Regions from separate parts of the Gossypium arboreum genome. Here all the other regions are linked to region 3. A link is a contact called in public Hi-C data. All regions are on one chromosome and are shown on one strand. The core of a region is the stretch at or near the end of the contact, and the rest is flanking DNA. Distances in the headings are between cores, read along the strand shown.

Region 1 (2,855 bases), core at 57-2,556, 400 kb before region 3:
GGCAATATCAGCAACTGCTTTAAATTACAACAAAAGATGATAAATTTTGCAGCTACTTCAAAGCATGACAATACTTTTGTGAAACTAGACGCTGATGGTAAAACCCGCAGTTCACTCATCAAAACAATGTCTTTTGAATCCCATTGCTAAGTTTTGATCAGCTTGTGTAACATGTACTTATGTTATTATATACCTTTGTCATTCTCCGTTGCTTTTCTAAAAGTTAACACTCTTAACAGTTTGGTAACATCAAGGATAGAGTATTTTGAAATCAAGATCTTAGTAATGTACACAACGGTCTGGCTTAGTAATGTGAACCGAAGGCTCACCACTGAAGCAGGGAGTTCTTCTCATAGCTGGTTTGTGAATTGAGTTTGGTCTAGGAATAAAGTATATCAATGGTATTGTACCAGTTTTTCATTTCAGACGTTCTTCATTTGTTGTTGAAGTTCTACGAACTTGGCCATTCAAATGTTAAATTCTGTTGGCAGTAACAAATAAAAAAAAGTTATATATTGGTTGCACTAAAAAAAGAATAAACGAGCAGGACAAAGTCTCGAGAAAATGAGTTTTTGCAAGTATCTATTCCATTTTCCTTCAGTCATAAAGGCACTATTAGACTAGCATAAAAAAAAAAGAAACATTTCGAATTAATGTTATTTATTGATTTAATTAATTTATTTTTAGACAATATTAAATAAAAATCTGTAAAACTTTCCCATAGTATGAGGGCTTGTTTCATTGAAAACAATACTTCATCCAAGCATTAGAAAACATACTTCCCATGGTATGAGGGCTTGTTTCATTGAAAATAATACTTCATCCAAGCATTAGAAAACATACTTTTTCGAAACATCAATTTATTTTTTGAAATCATTTTCAAGTGTTTGGTTCTTGGAAAATATTTTTCATCAATGGAAAGAATTAACTAAAATAAAACTAATATTATATTAAGTATAAGTTTTAATTTTATTTTCTTAAAATATTTAAAATGTTAAAATATTGATCTTAGATATTATAATTTTCGATATTCAATTTAATTATATAATAAATAATTAATATAATTTATAAATTTAATAAAATATTTAAGATTACAATTTTATATTAATATTAACTTTTAAAATTAGAAATAAATTTAAAAATATTATTAATCTTTCATTGAAAAATATTATTATAAAATAAAACATGAATCTTTTAATAATATAAGTATCTCTATTGGACTATTTCTTGAAGAAACAGCACACCATGACAAACACGTTGTGGCTAACAACCATTCTTTTTTTTTCTCTTCAAAACATGTGATACAAAATAGACTAGTATTATTGATGATTCTTGAACTTGGACAAGGAAAGATGCAATGATAGTAGTAGCACTAAAAAGGTGATTTAGTTATAACCTTTCGACTTTAAGCGGAAGAACCTTTAAACTGTGCTTGTTTTGGTTGTGCGGCATGGCAGCACCCTTGTTGTGCCTGTTCATTCAATGAAGCCAAAGGGACACAACCCACCTAATGGGGTGACGCTGCTTCTGGATTTTGATCACATGGTTAGGTCCTGAGGCTTCTGCTCTTGCCTTTAAGAAATTTCAGAGAGATTCCTGCTTGATTCATGGTGAAAGTATACAGTATAAAATACAACTAAATATCAAACTCTAAGCTCTTATGATCTTATCCTTTCCAAGTTTTACTATTAATTAAATTTGATATTTAGTTGCCGACCATACGATGTTCTCCTCGATTCTGTCGTCCGTCTTACTTTAGCTTATATGGACCTATAATAGCCATCCTTTTGATATTACGTTTTTGTTTTATGGTAACTTATAGCTGTTTTGGAGAAGGAAAAAAACAAAGAATATAAATGCAAATACATTGCAATACCAATAAGCTACGCCTTGACTTAAAGGGAATCAATTGATTTAAAGGCCGCACTTATTGAATTATCTCCCATAATTTTGATATAAATTGGTTGCAAGAGACTGAACCAAACAAGTAAAGAGAGCAAGGAAGAGAAAAAGAGATGGAGAAGAAAGAAGGTCATTTTGTGCTAGTTCATGGAGCCTGCCATGGAGCTTGGTGTTGGTATAAAGTGATAACTCAGCTCAAATCAATGGGCCACAAGGTTACAGCAATGGACTTGGCTGGTGCTGGTATTCATCCAAAGGAAGTTCAGGAGGCTCAGTCGTTTCCTGATTACTTTGAACCATTGATGAACTTCATGGCGTCTGCTCAGCCGGAGGAGAAGGTGATTCTAGTGGGTCACAGTCTAGGTGGGTATTCCATATCGGCTGCCATGGAAAGATTTCCTGAAAAAAGTTGCTGTTGCAGTATTTGCCACTGCTTTCATGCCCGGTCCAAATCTCCCTTACCTAACTATTTCTCAACAGGTACATGCTTCTGCAGTTCTTACCATGTATTGAGACAGCTTCTTAACTTCCATCACTGTTTTTTTTCTTTATCGGACAGCTCAATGAAAGGTTGAGTCCTGACAAGACCATGGACATCCAGTTTCTGTTCCAGAATGGACTAGATAAGCCTCCAACTTCAGCACTCTTCGGACATAATTTCTTGGCATCCAAGTTGTACCAGTTATCCCCACCTGAGGCAAGACTTTCTCAAATTCAGTCAGTACCCTTCATCATTTTCATATGCATTAACAGTCTCCATTGAAAGAATATATAGAAAGCAAGAGCTGATATTTGTTGGTTTGGATTGGGGCAGGATTTAACGCTTGCACTGACTTTAATCAGACATGTTGGTGTCTTTAATGACGAAGAATCAATCAAGGCTGTTGCAGTGACCAAGGAGAAATATGGAACAGTTCCTCGAGTTTACGTTGTGTGCGGCAAAGATAATGTCA
Region 2 (2,821 bases), core at 159-2,658, 460 kb after region 3:
ATAAATTATAATATCAGAATAATGGAAAGGAACAACAAAATTTTTCCTCATTATATGGGTTAGACAATCTATATATCTAGAATGACTGCCTCGCCACTTTCTCCAACTTGGGAACGACCACACAAAATACATGACCCCTAGAATACCACTAGCATAGATTGGTTTCAATAAAACATCTTACCACAACATATTTTGTGAACAATTGAAAACTGAAAGGAAATGAATTTTAGGAAGCTATCTAAAAGATCAACGCCACACATTGAAAGAACACACCCTACCTTAAAATGCCTCGACATTCTTAGGAACAAAAAAATAAGATTCAAACTATCTCCTCATACTAGAATATTTACAAAGAAACCTGTCTAATGGCAGTAAAATCTAAGATTGAACTAATAGCAATCTTATATGCTCTACCCTCTACATCAATTGATTAACAACTGTACTAATACTAATCTTAATATGCAGTAATTCTATTCTCATGATAATTGAATGCAATTTCTTTTTTGTTCTTTTTTGTGGTAATGATCGAAGCTAACTTTAAAATTGCGGAACCAACCTCAAGAATGGCAATCACAGCGTGACCACTTGTAGGACTATAAGCCATCCGAACCACCGGCGAACCAATGTCTATAGTAGCTAGCTTACTTCCAGTTAAAGCATCAAATTCTGCAACCAAAAAAGATCCAAACATGTTTTAATCCTTTTAAAGCAGATTTAACTGCTCAGCTCTAAAAGTTATCCAAAACCTCTCTAAATTCCTTTTTTTTTAAAAGACAAAAGTTGAACTTTAGTCGTCATTACCGATGATGTAAGTGCCGATGGCAGCGGAAACGAGAGCCTGAGTAGGATGAAAAGCTGCGGCGTGTGGCTGCAACGGTTTGTAAATGCCTCGTGCGACATGGCGTAGATCCAAGTGTTGCAAAGTCGTCCACTCCATCGATTCTTCTTTTGAACTCTCTCTCTATCTCTCACACAGAAAAAGGAAAATCAGAATTGGGAAGAGAGCGGAGACCTAGATCCGATCTGAACTGCACGTTGAGAGTCGAAGGAAATTTTAAATTTAATCTGTTTACCTCTTGTGTTTTCTATGCGGAAGAAGCTCAATTCATCCCGAGATTTCTTTTGAAAGGTAAAATGCATAGAAAAGAATATCAAAATAACAAAAATAAGCTGTGAAATTTAAGAGAAAAAGAATAGGCTGGTCTGGCTGGTTGGTGATGGCGAAACTGAGAGTTGGCCTTAATGGAGGAACAAATATTTGGGCCTCCTTTTATTTGCTGGTTTTATTTTAGTATACTACGATTCAGCCCACTTTGGACTATCGAGTTCATAATATAAAACTTTCTAAAGATATTTAAGATGTTAACGACGGGAAGAGGGGTGGGCAATATTTGGGTCATGTTACACATATCATATTTGTATTAATTGTTTTAGTTAATATATATGAAGTTCCCTGAAATTTGCAATTTGTACTCTTTTTAACTTTAATTGGTATCTAACCTTAAAATTGCAATTTCAATTTGGTACTTTTTTTAAGGTATCTAACATTATTAATATACACGGACATGGCAACATGTCAATCTCACATTGACAGGTGACAAAAAATTAAAAAAAAAATTTAAAACTAAGTACCTACACTTGACTTAAATTTACATTTTAATAACTAAACTTGACTTAAAAGGAACAAATTGGTACTTAAGAGTTTTTTTTATCGAATAGGTACCTAAACTTGACCTCAGTTCAATTTGATATCTAAACTTTTTTTTATTATCCAATTAGGTACCTGAACTTGGCTTTTTTATTCCAATTAATACCTAAACTTAGCTTCATGGTTCAAATAAGTCATTCACAGAAAGTATTAATTTGGACCAAAAAGCCAAGTACCAATTTGAACCAAGAAGCCAAGTTCAAGTACTTAATTGCACCAAAATAAACTTTAGGTACCAAATTGAACTTTAAGACCAGGTTCAAGTACCTAATTGGAGTAAAAAACATGCAACAATATGAACTTTAAAACCAAATTCAAGTACCAAAATAATATATTTACCCAATTTTGACATATTTAATAATATTTTCACGTCTATATTCAAATAGCTGACACCAAAAAAAAAAAAAAAATCGAAACACAGACATGCATATAGCTCAGCCATCAGCTAGTCTTGTCCAGGAACAGGTAACTCCATGGGTCACCATCAGCAGTGGCTATCAATGACTAATCTTTGGCATGAATAAGGCCCAACTGCTATAAAACAACAAAACTATCAGTATATTGCTTACAAAGAGTTATAGTTGATCGGTTTAGATCAACTATCCGTCAAGCAAATCTTCATATATTTAATCTACACTGTAAAACTAAAATATCAACAGAAAGCAATTTGTGGCCTTAAAAAGTGCGCAAAATTTATGCAAAGAATTGCATTGTTCAACCATATTACTATTACATACTATGAAAAGTGCAGATGTTCGTTTCCTATTTATCTTTGCATGATTTCCATGCTGAGAACGTAACTTCCAGCTGTTGCTTGTGCATTGTAGCATCCTAATGAAAATTGAGTCAAAAGAAATTTTGCGTCCATTTACACGCCTTTACTGCAGAAAGGGATCAGTATAACTGCCTGTCAACATTCATCAAATCTGGAGATTGGATCAAATTCCTTTATCTATTGCAAAAGTCAGGATTTGAGTTGGGATGGTGGCTGTAATTGTCAGTTGAACTGCTGGTTTTGAGAAGCAGGTATTGTCCATGGATCTACATATGGTCTAAAGGACAATGACCTTACCATTGTTGAAGTAGATCCGATATTATAGCTGGCAAACCCAT
Region 3 (2,700 bases), core at 177-2,676:
GAACTTCTCTCCTCAGTAGCTCTCTCTATATTAATGAACATAAACAATCATAACAGGAAGAAGATAGATTTTAAAGAAAGCAAAAGCAATTTACAATTTTTAAAGTTAAGGGCATAAACAAGGTTATACCTCCGGGGTCAACGACCAGTTTGGTATGATGAGATTTGCTTGAATGGTGTTTTGGGTGTTGAGTAACATTCAAATTGATATACCATTGCTCCCAATATAAGCGCTCGGTTTTATTAGTGAACCAAGATGGCTGCTTGCTTTTCACCTCATAAAACGATAAGCATATCTATAGCACAAACACAAGAAAAGAACTCATATTGAAGACAAGATACAAGCTAAAATGTAAAAGGCTACGACCATATATCATGCAAATGCAACATAAGCAAAAATAAAACCTAAACATAAAATAAGATGCAACGGCGACCATATCCGAAACAAAAACCTGAAAACTATAAGCGAATAGACATAACAGACCTGACTTTTCTTATTGGGATGTTTTTCCACCCAACTTATGAAATGATCAATCTTCTCATCTATTTTCTTCTCAAGTTCCACATCCCCACATTGCACCTAATTATTACAAAATACGAATTTGGGAAACATGCAAAACGCCAGAGAAAAATCAGGAAATAAAAGCAGTGATTTCGATTGGAGAAGTAAAAACTGAAGACATGAATGACTTACATAAGTAATTTCAAAAAGCTCCAAATCCACATCTTTGGGCCGAACTAGACCTAATGCTCTATGAAACACTATTGTATGTAAAATGCCTGCCATCATGGATTTAAAAGGGAAAAAGAAAAACTTTTAACAGGTCAAGTTAATCAAATAAAAAAAAAACTACAAAAAAGAGAGAACGTTTAATAAACGAAATTAATTACTTAAAAAAGGAACAAATATAGAAATTGAAGAGAGGACTTACAGCGCAAAACTTCGCGAATTTCAAAATGCTCCACTTCCTAAATAGGATATTGTTAAATTTAGCGAAAAGTAAAGGAAAATTTCAATCAGAAGAATAAATAGTATGTCTTAATATTTAAGAGTGAAATAAAACAGTAAAAGAGAAAATTTTGATTACCAGTTCTTTGAGTTGGCAGACTTCGCAGTTCATGATAATTGTTTAAAGAGGGAAACCCAGAAGAAACTAAAAGAGAAAAAAAAAAAAGAGATCGAAGAAAATTGGATGGATCAAACCCTAGATTTCAATCGAAACTTGTTTTACTTTTTTGCTTAATCGATCTTTTAATCGGCAGAGTGTGTGCCTTTTACTTTGTTTAGGCTTGGATATATCTGTCTCACATTTTTTTTTTCTTTCTTTAATGGCGTTTGGATAATAAAAATAAGGTGGCTTACATAAGCATGATTAATAACGTGTTAACTCCGGACGTCTTATGCTTTTTCATTTTCCCAGTTCTGATTGTATATTTGTTTATTTCACAATTGAAAAAAGATGGGACTCATTGAGGGGCCGTGCCTAAAGTCCAGAACTGCTAAAGAAGGTCCGATATGGCCCATAGTTTTGTTTGAGTGGTTCATTGGTTTGATTTAAGAAAATTCAATTCAGTTCACAGGTCTGTTTAAGGCCCGCCGGAATGGCAATCCGGTATATACATTCCAAACCCTTTCATCCCAAACTTTCTTGGATATTTTTGTTTTTGATTTCGATCTTGATACCCAAATGTTTTCTTCCCTCCTATAAAATTCATTTTTTTTTAAATATATACTAAAAACTAGGGTAAATTCCATGAATGGTGACCTAATTATGAGAGTGTTTTTAGTTTGGTCACCCAATTATAATTTTTTTTATTTAGTCACTAAAGTTTTCAAAATTAATTTTTTTAATCATCATACCATTAAGTCGATAATGCAAGTCTAACATCGGCTTTTTATTCACATAATAACAAATTTAACCTTCCAATATTTACACATTTTAGCAATTAGATTTAAAAAATTCTACAAATTTAATTTTAAATATTTACAAAATTTTTCATTTTAATAGGATTCAGAAAAAATTAAAATTTGCACTAATTAAATCAAACTTCCTTGACTAATCGAATTCTTTTTCTACCCAAATCCTTAACCAATTAAAATCCTTCTTTTCCACCAAAATTCCCCCCACCCCGACCATGCCTTGCCCAAGAAAGAAAAAGCCCCCTGTTGCACCCTTCTCACGCCACCATCATCATCCCATCATTGCCTCAAACGCATTGCCCAACACCGCCACCTTCCTCTCACACAATTCGCCACACTTCTTTTGTTCCATCACCACTTTCCCTTACTATTAAAAACAAACCACCATTGTTGCAATATCAATTCACCACTACCTCATTCTATGTCCCTTGCAGCGCCACCCTGCTCCCTCTAGCCGCTATCATACCTTTCAGCACCATCCCTTTCTATTAACCCTTACTGACCATGTCTTCAACTCTCCCAAGTTACACACAATCTCCTCTCAACCGCCCTTTCGTGTTACACCATTAGCCCAAGTCCTAAACTAGGCCTCCTTAATACATGCATGGATAGGGTGAAAATTTATTAAATTCAATTCATCAAAGCTACCAATTTTTTAAGTTTGAAAAATCAATTAACTTACGACGCATTTTTATATGAGATCCAAGTATTTTTCTGTCAAGATGTCTTTGATCGATGAAATAACTATTTTTTAGTTTTGAAACGCACTTTGAATCACCT

The links. Hi-C and Micro-C count contacts between places; a contact is called where the count stands out from the background.
Region 1: a contact with region 3 is called in a Hi-C map of leaf, with 4 times the contacts expected there. The contact joins the promoter of LOC108478947 here to the promoter of LOC108477002 in region 3. A contact is called at or near these places in 2 of 5 Hi-C or Micro-C datasets (both in leaf).
Region 2: a Hi-C map of leaf shows a contact between it and region 3, with 4 times the contacts expected there. The contact joins the promoter of LOC108479252 here to the promoter of LOC108477002 in region 3. A contact is called at or near these places in 2 of 5 Hi-C or Micro-C datasets (both in leaf).

Annotation. Positions count from the first base shown.
Region 1 is chr12:18,177,291-18,180,145 of ASM2569848v2, forward strand. It overlaps LOC108478947 (methyl jasmonate esterase 1-like), which reads left to right and starts at 1,307. Exons shown (of 4, transcript XM_053023365.1): 1 at 1,307-2,306; 2 at 2,308-2,382; 3 at 2,462-2,599; 4 at 2,717-2,855. The coding sequence starts at 2,016. It overlaps LOC108476553, which reads left to right. Exons shown (of 13, transcript XM_053022757.1): 13 at 1-479.
Region 2 is chr12:19,033,632-19,036,452 of ASM2569848v2, forward strand. It overlaps LOC108479252, which reads right to left and starts at 1,409. Exons shown (of 25, transcript XM_017781732.2): 1 at 1,074-1,409; 2 at 802-965; 3 at 557-666. The coding sequence starts at 937. It overlaps LOC108477337, which reads right to left. Exons shown (of 10, transcript XR_001870245.2): 9 at 2,446-2,821; 10 at 2,022-2,239.
Region 3 is chr12:18,576,007-18,578,706 of ASM2569848v2, forward strand. It overlaps LOC108477002 (autophagy-related protein 101), which reads right to left and starts at 1,427. Exons shown (of 7, transcript XM_017779404.2): 1 at 1,088-1,427; 2 at 932-968; 3 at 694-779; 4 at 484-579; 5 at 130-295; 6 at 1-25. The coding sequence starts at 1,120.